Regions from separate parts of the Mus musculus genome. Here regions 1 and 3 are each linked to region 2. A link is a contact called in public promoter capture Hi-C data. All regions are on one chromosome and are shown on one strand. Each heading gives the region's core, a stretch centred on a gene start, on an enhancer-like site or on the middle of the called end of the contact. The rest is flanking DNA. Distances are from core to core; before and after follow the strand shown. Region 1 holds the start of Ranbp2 (RAN binding protein 2). Region 2 holds the start of 4930507D05Rik (RIKEN cDNA 4930507D05 gene). Region 3 holds the start of P4ha1 (procollagen-proline, 2-oxoglutarate 4-dioxygenase (proline 4-hydroxylase), alpha 1 polypeptide).

Evidence for each region. Promoter capture Hi-C pulls out the DNA fragments that hold promoters and counts their contacts.
Region 1: a contact with region 2 is called in a promoter capture Hi-C map of liver, with 4 times the contacts expected there. The contact joins the promoter of Ranbp2 here to the promoter of 4930507D05Rik in region 2. A contact is called at or near these places in 2 of 39 promoter capture datasets (hippocampal neurons and liver) and 1 of 484 Hi-C or Micro-C datasets (CD4 T cells).
Region 3: a promoter capture Hi-C map of liver shows a contact between it and region 2, with 4 times the contacts expected there. The contact joins the promoter of P4ha1 here to the promoter of 4930507D05Rik in region 2. A contact is called at or near these places in 2 of 39 promoter capture datasets (liver and pre-B cells).

What each region holds. Positions count from the first base shown.
Region 1 is chr10:58,444,917-58,448,494 of GRCm38.p6, reverse strand. It overlaps Ranbp2 (RAN binding protein 2), which reads right to left and starts at 1,643. Exons shown (of 29, transcript NM_011240.3): 1 at 1,444-1,643. The coding sequence starts at 1,515.
Region 2 is chr10:62,447,302-62,450,998 of GRCm38.p6, reverse strand. 4930507D05Rik (RIKEN cDNA 4930507D05 gene) reads right to left here and starts at 1,839. Exons shown (of 1, transcript NR_027926.1): 1 at 1-1,839. Supv3l1 (suppressor of var1, 3-like 1 (S. cerevisiae)) reads left to right here and starts at 1,261. Exons shown (of 15, transcript NM_181423.3): 1 at 1,261-1,584; 2 at 3,226-3,303. The coding sequence starts at 1,314.
Region 3 is chr10:59,321,195-59,325,001 of GRCm38.p6, reverse strand. It overlaps P4ha1 (procollagen-proline, 2-oxoglutarate 4-dioxygenase (proline 4-hydroxylase), alpha 1 polypeptide), which reads right to left and starts at 1,706. Exons shown (of 15, transcript NM_001316371.1): 1 at 1,526-1,706.

The sequences.
Region 1 (3,578 bases), core at 394-2,893, 4.0 Mb after region 2:
GAGACTTTGAAATGGTTCCTAACATAATTTAACAACCATTTACACATTTACATACAATTAATACAATAGTATTAGATACTTTAGTATGCTTTATCTGAAATGCTTGGCATTTTTAGATTTCAGGGTCTTGTTTTTTTAGATTTTTAAATATCTTCAAGCATGTTAGATATCCTGGTAACAAATCCTAAATCTAATATAAACACATTTATCTAAAATGTACACCTTATAGACAGAAACCCAAAAGCACTTTCATATAACTCTTGTACCATGGCATTCTGATTTTGATCCATCAGAGGAAACTGGGTGTAAAATTTCCCACTTTGGGCATACCAGCACTAAATGAACTTGAGACTTTTAAAATCGCTTTGGGGGAGGGGTTGTAGATTTGCTGGACTGGATTATTTAACCTGCAGAAGCCATCTAAAGAAGAGACTTTAAGTAACAACAACAACAACAACAAAAATTATGCCATTTGACTTGTATGTTCATGAACTTTGGTTTATATAGATGACCATAAAACCCTCAGAGACAGAATGTAAAATATATATATATATATATATATATATATATATATATATACACAACTGAATTGGGCGTTTGTAAACAAAAATTGAAGCCCTCTGACTCTTTGTATCTCAAAGTCTGCCCTAAATGTTAACACGAATCATCCTCGGTAACACTAAATAACACTAACAAGGTCAAAATGCCGTTTACTGATGAAGAGTCTATACTGTACCAAGTTAGTTTACCAATGGTAGAACTTGATTGTTCAACACACCCCTCCCCCGCCCAAAAAATAACTGACTGTAGAGCCTCTGTACATCTCTCTCCACCGGCCAACACTCTTTAAGAACCCAAAATAAACACAACGTTAATGATCTTAAACACACACACACACACACACACACACAAAACACGTTGCGAAATAACGTTAGAAATGTTAAGGTATTGCAACTACCGCCTAGAAGGAATTCCGACTAGCAGCCTCCAAAAGGGGTTTGGGGAAGCGGGGCACAGCACTAGAAGACTTAAATTATGGGCCTTCCGTGTCGTTTATGCTGACGCGCCCTTCCTTCCCGCCCTGCTTCGTCCGTGGAGCCACCCACACAACCGTGCAAGCCCACCGCCGCGCGGTGTCAGCCTCCCCCCGAGACACGGCAGCCGTGACAGGGCCTAGCTATCCGGGAGACCGACGACGCCGGGCGGGCGGGCGGGCGAACCCCGCAGAGCGCCCCACGACGGCCTACGGAGCGGAGGCCGAAGAAGCCAGGCCCGAGTGGGCCCGCGGATAGCCATGAAGAGGAAACGCTGGCGGCCGCAGTCCCCACGCCTCCGGTGCTCAGCAGCGCCACGCCGCCCGCGACCGCCTCCACTCCAGCGGGGAGCCGAGGCCGCCGGGAGCCATGACACCGGCGCCACCGCCACCGGACCAGACCCGCTTACCTCTCGGGGCGACGGGGCGGAGCCCTGCACCGAGGCGATGTACCGCTCCACGTCGGCCTTGCTACGCCTCATCGCGCCGCGGACCAGGCTCCCCAGGAGCGGCAGACCAGCCCTGGGGCCTACAGCGACTGCGGGCTCCAGGAGGTGAGCGCCGAACACCGGTGACGCAGCTCCGTCGCGAACGGATGGGCACAGGGCGTGCGGCGCGCGTCATCACTGTGCGCCGCGCTGCGGCCTGGAGCGCCTGCTCGCTGTCACCCCGCCACGCCCGCGCTCCAGACCACGTGACCGTTTCGCAAACGATCGAGACGAACTCCCTTTCCCCGGGAAAGGCTTTATAGATTTCACTGGTGCTACGTCACAAAGCGGACCTAAAATGGCAGTGCCCTAATAAATCCGACCTTTTCGGGTGCTGCATCTGGTCAACACTTGATTTCCTTCTAAAGAGACAAACGTCGTCATTGCCTCCGGTTTCAGCAGAATAAAGGTTAATATTGGTTGAACAGTGTCTTTATGCTTAGATAAATCGGAGTGGAAATATTAGCGTTACGTGATGAGATGCACCTCACGGGGTAGTTGACGGTTAGGGGCAGAGGAGGAAGTGGTGGCTTTCCTGGCAAACAGAAACAGGCTTCACGAGGTTTTAAGAAATGATGACTTTAGGTTTCTGTTTGGGTAAGAATCGAGGCGGCCGTTAGGACGCTGTCAGCAACAATTGCCTTCAGGGGCCTGTTTTGTGACTTAACAATGAGCAGAACAGATTATATTAGAATATTAAAAGTAATAATCTCTTCGTGCTAGAGAGATGGCTCCGCAGTTAAGAGTGCTTGTTGGTCCTCTGAAGGACCGAAGTTCAGTTCTCAGCAGCCGGTTCCAGGGCATCTATCTAAATCCGGGTTCTGACCCCCGTAGAACCCACACACACACGTCCTCATGTACACACACACACACACACACACACAAAGTTTTAAGTAATAGTCTCAAGATTGTGAATAAACTGTCGTAAACGACAACTGCTGAAAAGAACCTTTGTCTGCAAAGACTGATCAAAACCGCAGTGGAGAGGTTAGAGTGGTGCAGTTCCAGATGTTAAATACCTTATTGTCAGATACAAAGGGTACCCCACCCATCCCCCAAAAATGCCACTGACTCCAAAATTGGATCTAACTTAGACTCAGTCTGGACTGTGGAGGATTTCTAGTGGTTAGGAAAAGCCTGCATTCCTTAGTAACTTGTGAAACTGTTTCCTATCTACCAAAGGAGTAATTTCCCTTACCTCTGGCAGAAATGGATTTACAGCTCTGCGCTAGCCCCCAGGCTCCCCAGTCCATACTTACAAGTACTTGTTATACAATTCAAAGCCCCCTTGCCAGCATCCTGGCTCTTTGCTTCCCTCCTCCCCAGATACATATTCCCCCATCTCCCTTCTCTCAGCTTTTCCTGAGAGAGACAACCTTTGTTGTTTGGAATAAACTTTACCTTGTCTACCCAAAGAGTGGCCGTTTCAGTCTCTTTACTGTGCCCCTTGCCCTTGCATACACTTACCTTGGACTAGGTTAGTCCCAGAACAGCATCTTGCTCACCTCTGTGTCAGAACTAACATTCTGTAAACTATAGATTAAAAATCATTGGAATCTATTAACTTAGCAGACTACCAGCTTCTACCAGCAAACAGCCCAAAATGTCAGCAGTGTCATAGGACTATAAAAAGCTTCTCCGCCTTACTGTTACTACATCTCTCATATATCAGGATATATGTTAAGCTTACCTTTATTTATATGACTTTCTTTATTCTATAAAACTTTTTCATGTTGGGTGATGGGGCTTGAGGTAACCTAAATCTGTGTTCCCAGGCTGTGTGCTTTATAAACACAGTATGATGTGGCAGGAGAGGGTGTCTTAGTGAGCCCATGTTGAGGGGTCCCGCTGAGGTGTCAACCATAGGACAGTCCTAGTATATAAAAGGAAGTTTACTTGAGGCCTGGAAGGGAGCAGAGTCTGGAGAAGAGAATAAAGTCAGAGAAAAGAAGAAGACAGTGAAGGACAGAAAAAGAAAGAGAGGAAGAGAGAAAGAAGGGAAGAGACAGGCCGGGGACATGTAGGAAGAGAGAGCATAGATGGAGAGAAAGAGGAAA
Region 2 (3,697 bases), core at 590-3,089:
CTCTTAAGAATCGTCCATCATGGGTCCTTGGTCCAAGAGCTGCACCAATAAACCTGACCTTGTTCGTTTGCCAAATGAACCAAACCCATGAGCCTCTCACCAAGGAGGGTTCTCAAGGAGGCCTACCCATATTATTACTGCAGACTCTGCGGATAGAATAAGTGCAGTTGAGATCGAAAGACCCTCGATCAATTTCAGAGAAGGAAGGCCATTCGAGTTCAGGGTCCGAACTTTGAGGGTTTTGACTTAGCACCAGATGGTTTTAGAGCTTTGACTCCGAAGCCATATCCCGCAACTCATTTTCTGAAATCAGAAAACTTGTCAAGAAGGGATAGAGACAGAGGATTGACCGATGGCGCGGGTTGGAATGAGGACCACCAGACACCGAACGAACGAAGTTGTTACTGGGTCCAATTTTCTAAAAACCGAACGGCTCCTGAACTCAGAAACTAGATGGTGTTGGGGACCTCTCGGCAGAGGACTGAGGGAACGTCGCCACACATGGCTTCCCTCCTAGTGTTTGGCCGGCCAAGAACTGAATGGTCACGCCCAGACGGAACGAACAGAGGCACCTCTTTCCTTACAACTCGGGTGGGACCGAGTGCTGTAGTAGATAGGAGTAAGATCAAACTTTAACCAGGTACACAGAGCATACTTTGTGGTTATAACTTTCGAGATGCGAGGAGTACAAACTGCTCACGTTAACTGAATTCTGCAGCTCATGGTGGAGCACATGCCTAGCTTGCTCATGGCCCCTACATGGAGCCCTAGCACCAAGGAGAGAAGCACGTGTATTGACACACGTGTCACGTAAGCGCCAGTTATCGTACAACCGGATTTCTCTGCAACCCGTCTTGATCTGTAGCAGATCAAGCTACGTCCTCTAACGTTATCCTATCAGGAAACTACGGATATTAATGCACCAATCTTCTTGGAAATGCACTTTAGCGTTTGAAGCCACATGATGCAGGATAGACAGTTTGGTCACATGACGACGCTTGTACGGTTCCCTTCCGCGCATCTGTAACATCCCTTAAGATGCCTGATTACTTTCCCTTCTTTCGAGAAAGACGCTGCCAATTGCCGCAGAAAGAGTGAGAGGATGGGAGCTCGTTTCTGCCACTGTAACGTACAGAGGTCGTGCTCCCACGAAGAGGCGCGCTCCCAACCCTTCCATCTCCTTTTCCTTCAGGCGCACGCGGGGGCAGCCCTGTGTCTCTCTGGGTCCTTTCGCTCCGCGGGCGCCGGAGCTACGTCACCGAGCGGCGCCAGTGGTCCGGATTTTCCCCGGCTCCATTCGAGCCGCGGCCTCAATGTCCTTGCCTCGGTGTACCTTGCTGTGGGCTCGGCTCCCGGCGGGGCGCGGGGCTGGGCCCCGGGCGGCCCCTTGCTCCGCCCTTCGCGCTCTCGTGGGGTCGTTCCCGGGGGCTTCAGGACGCGTTCCCTGCTTGGCCGCCTCCTCCTCTGCCTCTGGTGGCTCCAAAGCCCCGAACACGTCCTTGTTCGTGCCGCTGACGGTGAAGCCTCAGGGTCCCAGCGCCGATGGCGACGTGGGCGCGGAGCTCACTCGGCCTCTAGACAAGAGTGAGTGCTGGAGCCTCCCGGCAGAGCGGCAGGGTCTGCAGCCTGGGCCTACATAGTGCAATGTCTGTTCCTTTTTGGAGCCCTTAGCACCCGAGCCTAAGTCATATTTAGTCTCTTCTGTAGTTGACATTGACCGTTCTCTTCGGTCGAGGAGGTTAAGAGTTTTGTCCCTAAGTGGTGCGCCGCTTGTGCTCCTAGAGTCCTCATGGAGGGATTAAACAGTGAGGACTTGCCATTGACCTGATGTGGATGTCTAACGATGTTAAAATTCCATCTGGTTGCCAAGACAACGGGTCTCAGATCCGGATTTCTCAATAAATTTACTCTCCCACGAGACAGACCTGAATTTAAATACAAGATAAAAGTTGATAAAACTGTCTTTGCCAAAAAGTAGTATCGTCCCAGGTTCCAGAGATGAATAAAAAAAAAACCTTTAGCATCACTGGGTTGAAGTGAGTTTTGTCCTACCTGCATTTGGGTGAGCTTGACAATGGGAGGGTGAAAGGTTTCTTTTCACCAAATGACATTCTTAGAGACTGAAAGAAAACCACATTTCTTTTAGGCACAAGCTGTCTTCCTGGCTCTTCAACAAGCAATATTGATGCTTCCTATTGTGACTTTAAAATATAGGCTTCATGTTGGGAGTCAGAGGCAGAGGATGGCAAGTTCAATACCAGCCTGGGCTACAGAATGAGTTCAAAACAGGCTTGGAAAACTTAAGAGAGGTCCTATTTCAAAATAAAAAAATTAAACAAGGTTTCTCTGTGTGGCTTTGGCTGTCCTGGAATGTGCTCTGTAGACCAGGCTGGCCTCAGACTCACAGAGATAGGCCTGTGTCTGCCTGCCGAGTCCCTGGATCAAAGGCCTGGGCTACCTGCACCTCCAGGCAGCAGAGTGTTCTTTTTTAATGTGCTTGAAGATATAACCCTGGGATATATGCCTTGCCAAGCACGCAGTGCCGTGGGGTCATTTCCCAGTACTGTGAAATCAACTAACAAGGTAGTACTCCTCCTCTTCCCCTTCCTTTCCCTCTACTTTTTCCCTCCTCAAGATAAGCTCGAGCTGTTCTCAGACTGGGGATTGTCATTAATTACTGCACAGGCTACCGTTGCTAACACTGCTCTTAGTAGTGAATTACATCTGCCTCTCATAGCAGGACTTGCCTTTTCTTGGTTACTCAAGAAGAGCTTTGGGCACAAGGGGAGGTTTGATGGTGACTCTGTGGGGGTGGGGGGAGGGGGACTGGCTCTCTCCTTGTGTGTCTGTGGTCTGTCAGGGATGGTGCATTGCTGTACTCTTGTCATTTTTCTTACTCCATTGCACAGTAGCCCAAAGCTTCACACTCTCAAAGCATTCCTGAGGCCCCGGCCTTTAGTATTATGACTTCAAATTCCTTTTGTTGTAGATTTGTCTAAATTGGTAAACAATTGTTAAAAAAAAATCTTTTATAGGGTCTGGAGAGATGGCTTACAAGAGCACTCACTACTCTTCAGGTCCTGAATTCAATTCCCAGCAACCACATGGTGGCTCACAACCATCTGTAATGGGGTCTGGTGTATCTAAAGAGACCAATGGTGGTGTACTCATGCATAAAATAAATAAATAAATAAATCTTTAAAAAAACTTATATTTCTTTTTTAGATGAAGTAAAGAAGATCTTAGACAAGTTTTATAAGAGGCAAGAAATTCAAAAGCTGAGTGCTGACTATGGACTTGATGGTAAGGCTGACAATTTTTTGAGAGTTATTTTGAACAGTTTTTATCAATTTATGTGTGTGAGTATTTTTCCTACATGTATGTCCATAGCTACTTTTGTGCAGTGCCCATGACAGAGAGTATTAGATGCTCTGGAATTGGAGTTAGAGATGCCTGTGAGCCACCATTCGGATGCTGAGAATCAAGCTTGGTTTCCATGGAAGAGCAGCCACTGTTCTTAACCACAGAGTTCTCTCTGCATCTCTGCCAGTAACATCTTCATAGAACTGTCACATTTTGCATTGTACTTTGTTATGTGTATTATAGTCTGAAGAAAAGTCCCTCTCCTTGTCTTCTGGGGGACTCACAAGCCCAGCTTGCCAGCCAGACTCCACAGTACAGGAGTGCGTGTTCAGCC
Region 3 (3,807 bases), core at 457-2,956, 3.1 Mb after region 2:
TATTCCTATTTCAAATCAAGATAAAAATATTCAGAGCGTGTTCACTTTCAGCTTCTACTTCCTGCTTAAAAATCTCTTTTCTCCCTAGAAATAATCAAAATAACCCTTTTGTGTCTTTTTAAAGTTTAATTTCCAATGTTCCTGCTACGCAGGAGTAATTTTTTTATGCGATTATTTTAGGAAAAGACTAAGTTCCATTCATAAGCTTCATCTAAACCTGAGAAGGGAAACGAGGTTTTTTTTTTCCCCCTCAACCTTAAAAAAAAAAAAGTTGATGAAAGAACAGCGTTGCCACGTCTCCCCCCTCCCCCACTCACGTAGTGGCTATTCCATCCCTCCAGAGTGCATTCCAAGGAAAAAGTCCAAGAGCCATGGCTCTCGAGTTAAGTCGAACCTGGCAGGTTCCTTTTAATTAAAAAAAAAAAAAAAATCATTTCCTAAAAGAGAACCCAGGAGCTTGTCTATCCCTTTCTGTGGAGGCTCTTCCCTATAAACCACGGTGCAATACCCCAAGAGTCCTCATTTTGGATGGTCAGCTGAAGATGTTAAGTCCGAAAGCCTGCCTTTGTACCAAATTCCCACTCTCTAGGAGAAACAACCTCGTATTTAACCGTACCATCCTTCCCCACACTGAACATCCATCTGGGGTCAATCACAAAATTCAGTTTAAAAGTCTCACACAACCATAGAAGGTTTGGCCAAAATGGACTGACTTGTTGACCCTGCAAGAGGAGGGGAGCGTGAAAGACGAAAAGGGAAAGGGGATCATCAGGGTGAGCTGAACCAGAGGAGGTGGGCAAGATTGGAAACCAGGAGGAAAGAAGGAGCAGAGGGAGAGAGAAATACAGAGACAGACGCGTGTGTCCTTAAGTGATTCACTGGGATGAAGAGGAAGGAAGAAGCCAGCTTCCCCAACTGTGAATGACAGCAACTTCTCAGCTAAACTCGGCGCCCCGGGCTATGTCTACTTGCTGAGACAACGCCGAGAAGCGCAACAGACAAGTTCAGTCCTAACTTCTGAGTAGGTCCCACTTCCCAGCTTTACTTTCCAAAAGTGAAAAGGAAAAAGAGAAGAAGAGCGATCGAAACGGAGAGACTCAGCCCCCGGCTGCAAGCGCTGCCTGCTTTCTCCACTGCCACATGCTAACCATCTGCGGCTCGGGCGGCCCAGACCCCCGCCCGTCCGCCCTCGCCTTCCCCCGGCTTAGTGGGGCGGACGAGGTACCGCTGCACAAGTCATCAGGGAGGCTGGCTGCCCGGGATGGAACATTCAAGAAGGTCCTAGTGCTGGGGCGGGGCGCAAGCCGCTGCTGCCGCTCCGGCCAGAGGCAGGACGGGGGTGGGGGGACGGCGAGGGAAGCTGGGAGAGCGCCGGGGCGGCCTGACTTCGGGGGTGCGGGGCCGGGTCCTCTCGGGGAGACCCGGGGGCGGCTGTGAGAAGGGCTGAGCCCCACTCCAGAGCGAAGGGACCCCGGCTGCCCGCGGGGACCCCGCATCCGTCTCCAAGATCGGAGGAGCGCCTCACCTGGATAGCGGGCCGGGAGGAAGGCGACAGCTCGGCTCGGGTCAGTCCTGTCGCCTGCAGTCCCCGCTAGCTAGCTCCCTGCCGCCCTCAGCCTGCTGGCAGTGCGACTGGGCAGTAGAGGGAGCCAGGCGTCCCTTTTATATTCCCCTGCCGCGCCGGCGCGCCGGAGAGGGGGCGGCCGCAGCCCTCGCTACGTGCGCTCTGTCACACCAGCTCCCGCGCCACTGCGCAGGCGCTTGCGGCGAGCCTCCCACCCACCCGGGAGTCGCCCAGGCCCGGGGTGTTCCAAGCCTAGGCTGGCCCACGCGAGGACGCAGTGCGCCTGCGCAGAGCTCCTGCCACGCCACCGTTCCCGTGGTTACCATGGGGCTTCCACCACCACCCCCGCCCGGGTTCCTGTAGGATTTAGCGCCTTCATTTCAGGGTCAGCGGCGGGTCTCAGAGCCATCGAAGCCATCAGGAAGGACAGTTGTGCAAAATTAGGAGAAGTTTATAAGAATTTAGGAAATAAAGTGGAGGTGTGGAGTGGGAAACAAGACGGTGTATCCGGGGTGACTGTCGGGGCTGGCTTGGCCCACAGGGGTTTTTGCTTTAATAAGCGTCTTTTTTACACTTTTGAACACGAGGATTTCGCTTAATCTCCCACCCGCATACTTTATGGGTGAATAATAGATGACAATTGAGTGTCATCTGAGGTTAAATCCTAACCCACTCTGTATAAAGTTAGATTTTAACTTCCCTGTATCTTGGGTGCTACATCTGCAAAGAAGGAATACAATATTATCTGTTCCCTAGGCCCTAGGCTTGCTGTGAGAAACAATGAGACAATGAATGAAAAAGCACTTACTTAGCACATGCCTAGGATTCAGGAAGAGCATGGAAACATATAATGGGGCTGGGGAGGGGGTGTACCAGGATGTTGGGTTTTGAGCATTTACCTAACATGGAAAAAAAAGGCCTTAGACTTTATTACCTAGCCTCAAACAAACCAGCACAGAAACAAGCATCAACAACAGTAAGTCTGGAGATGTGGCACACACAGCTAAGATTTCAGTTCCCAGCACCGTGCTGGGTGGTGGCTCACAACATCCTGAAACCCCAGGTCGGGCAGATCAACAACTCTGGGCTTCCAAGAACACCGGTATTTAACCACACAAGACACATACGTATAGTTAAAATGAATAAAATTAAATCTTTAAAAAAATACTACTGAGCACACTATATAAGGCACGAACTGTGTTTGAGTTTAGTCTTGATCTAAAAGAAGAGAACCTTAGTTACTGGCAATAAGGACAATGCCAGAGATAATTTACTTCCTGTCAGGGAAAGAAAGACTTTTCTAACATTTGTTACTCGTTTAAAACTGTAAAGTTTTCCTTGCTTGCTAAAGTATGGAACTGATTGGCACTTATCTGGGACAGAGAGACAAAGAGCTTCAGGCGTCTGAAAGCAATGGTTTCTAAAAGTGTGGCTCTGTGGGTCTAGTCAGGAGCAGTAGAGCCAAAAATGTTTTTGTAGGACGATTTCGATTCTTTTGCTATAATGACAACACAGTTGGATTTTCCAGAGACTTCTGCTCCTTTGTCATGGTTTAAGTGTGAGGCATATCCCAACCAGGCCACTAGTAAGAGAATTTACAGAAGAAAAACAAAAAAAGCAAAAAACCACACAGCCACCCCACTAATACTCTTAAGATGTTTTTATTAAAAATGTTTTTCTGCTAACTTGTAATATAGTTGTTTTAAAATGCACAAATAAAGCTATTTTATATATTTTTTTAACCTCTCACTACAGTAAATCCTGCCAGATATGACCCATATAAAAATCTCCTTTAATCCTTAATATGTTTTATGAGTCACGGACCAAAGGATGTCTCCAGACCTGAAGTCAGTGAAGCTTCAGTGTCAGGAATCAGAATTGCCAGCACCCCCTTCTAAGATCCTTGGAGGGGTCTTAGCAATATGTCTACATGACCATATGCTCTTATGAACTTTGTAAAAGTAAGACAGTGTTGCAGTTCTTGTTCACCCCCGGAACTCTCCCTCTGCCGTACTTCCTCTTGACTGAAGGTGTTGGAGTCGCTGGCAGGCATTTAAAATCTTTTGCTAAAATTGAACTGGGGTTACATTTGGTTTGAATTTAGTAAGATTTATTTTTGTAGCCTAGAGTCTCTTCTATCTGTGGTTAGGTTGTTGCCAGCTGTCCCAAGCATCCAAGAATACTCTTCCCACCCATTGAGTTGGCTCTCCCAAGATTATGAGAGTAAGGTGCAAGAGCAGACC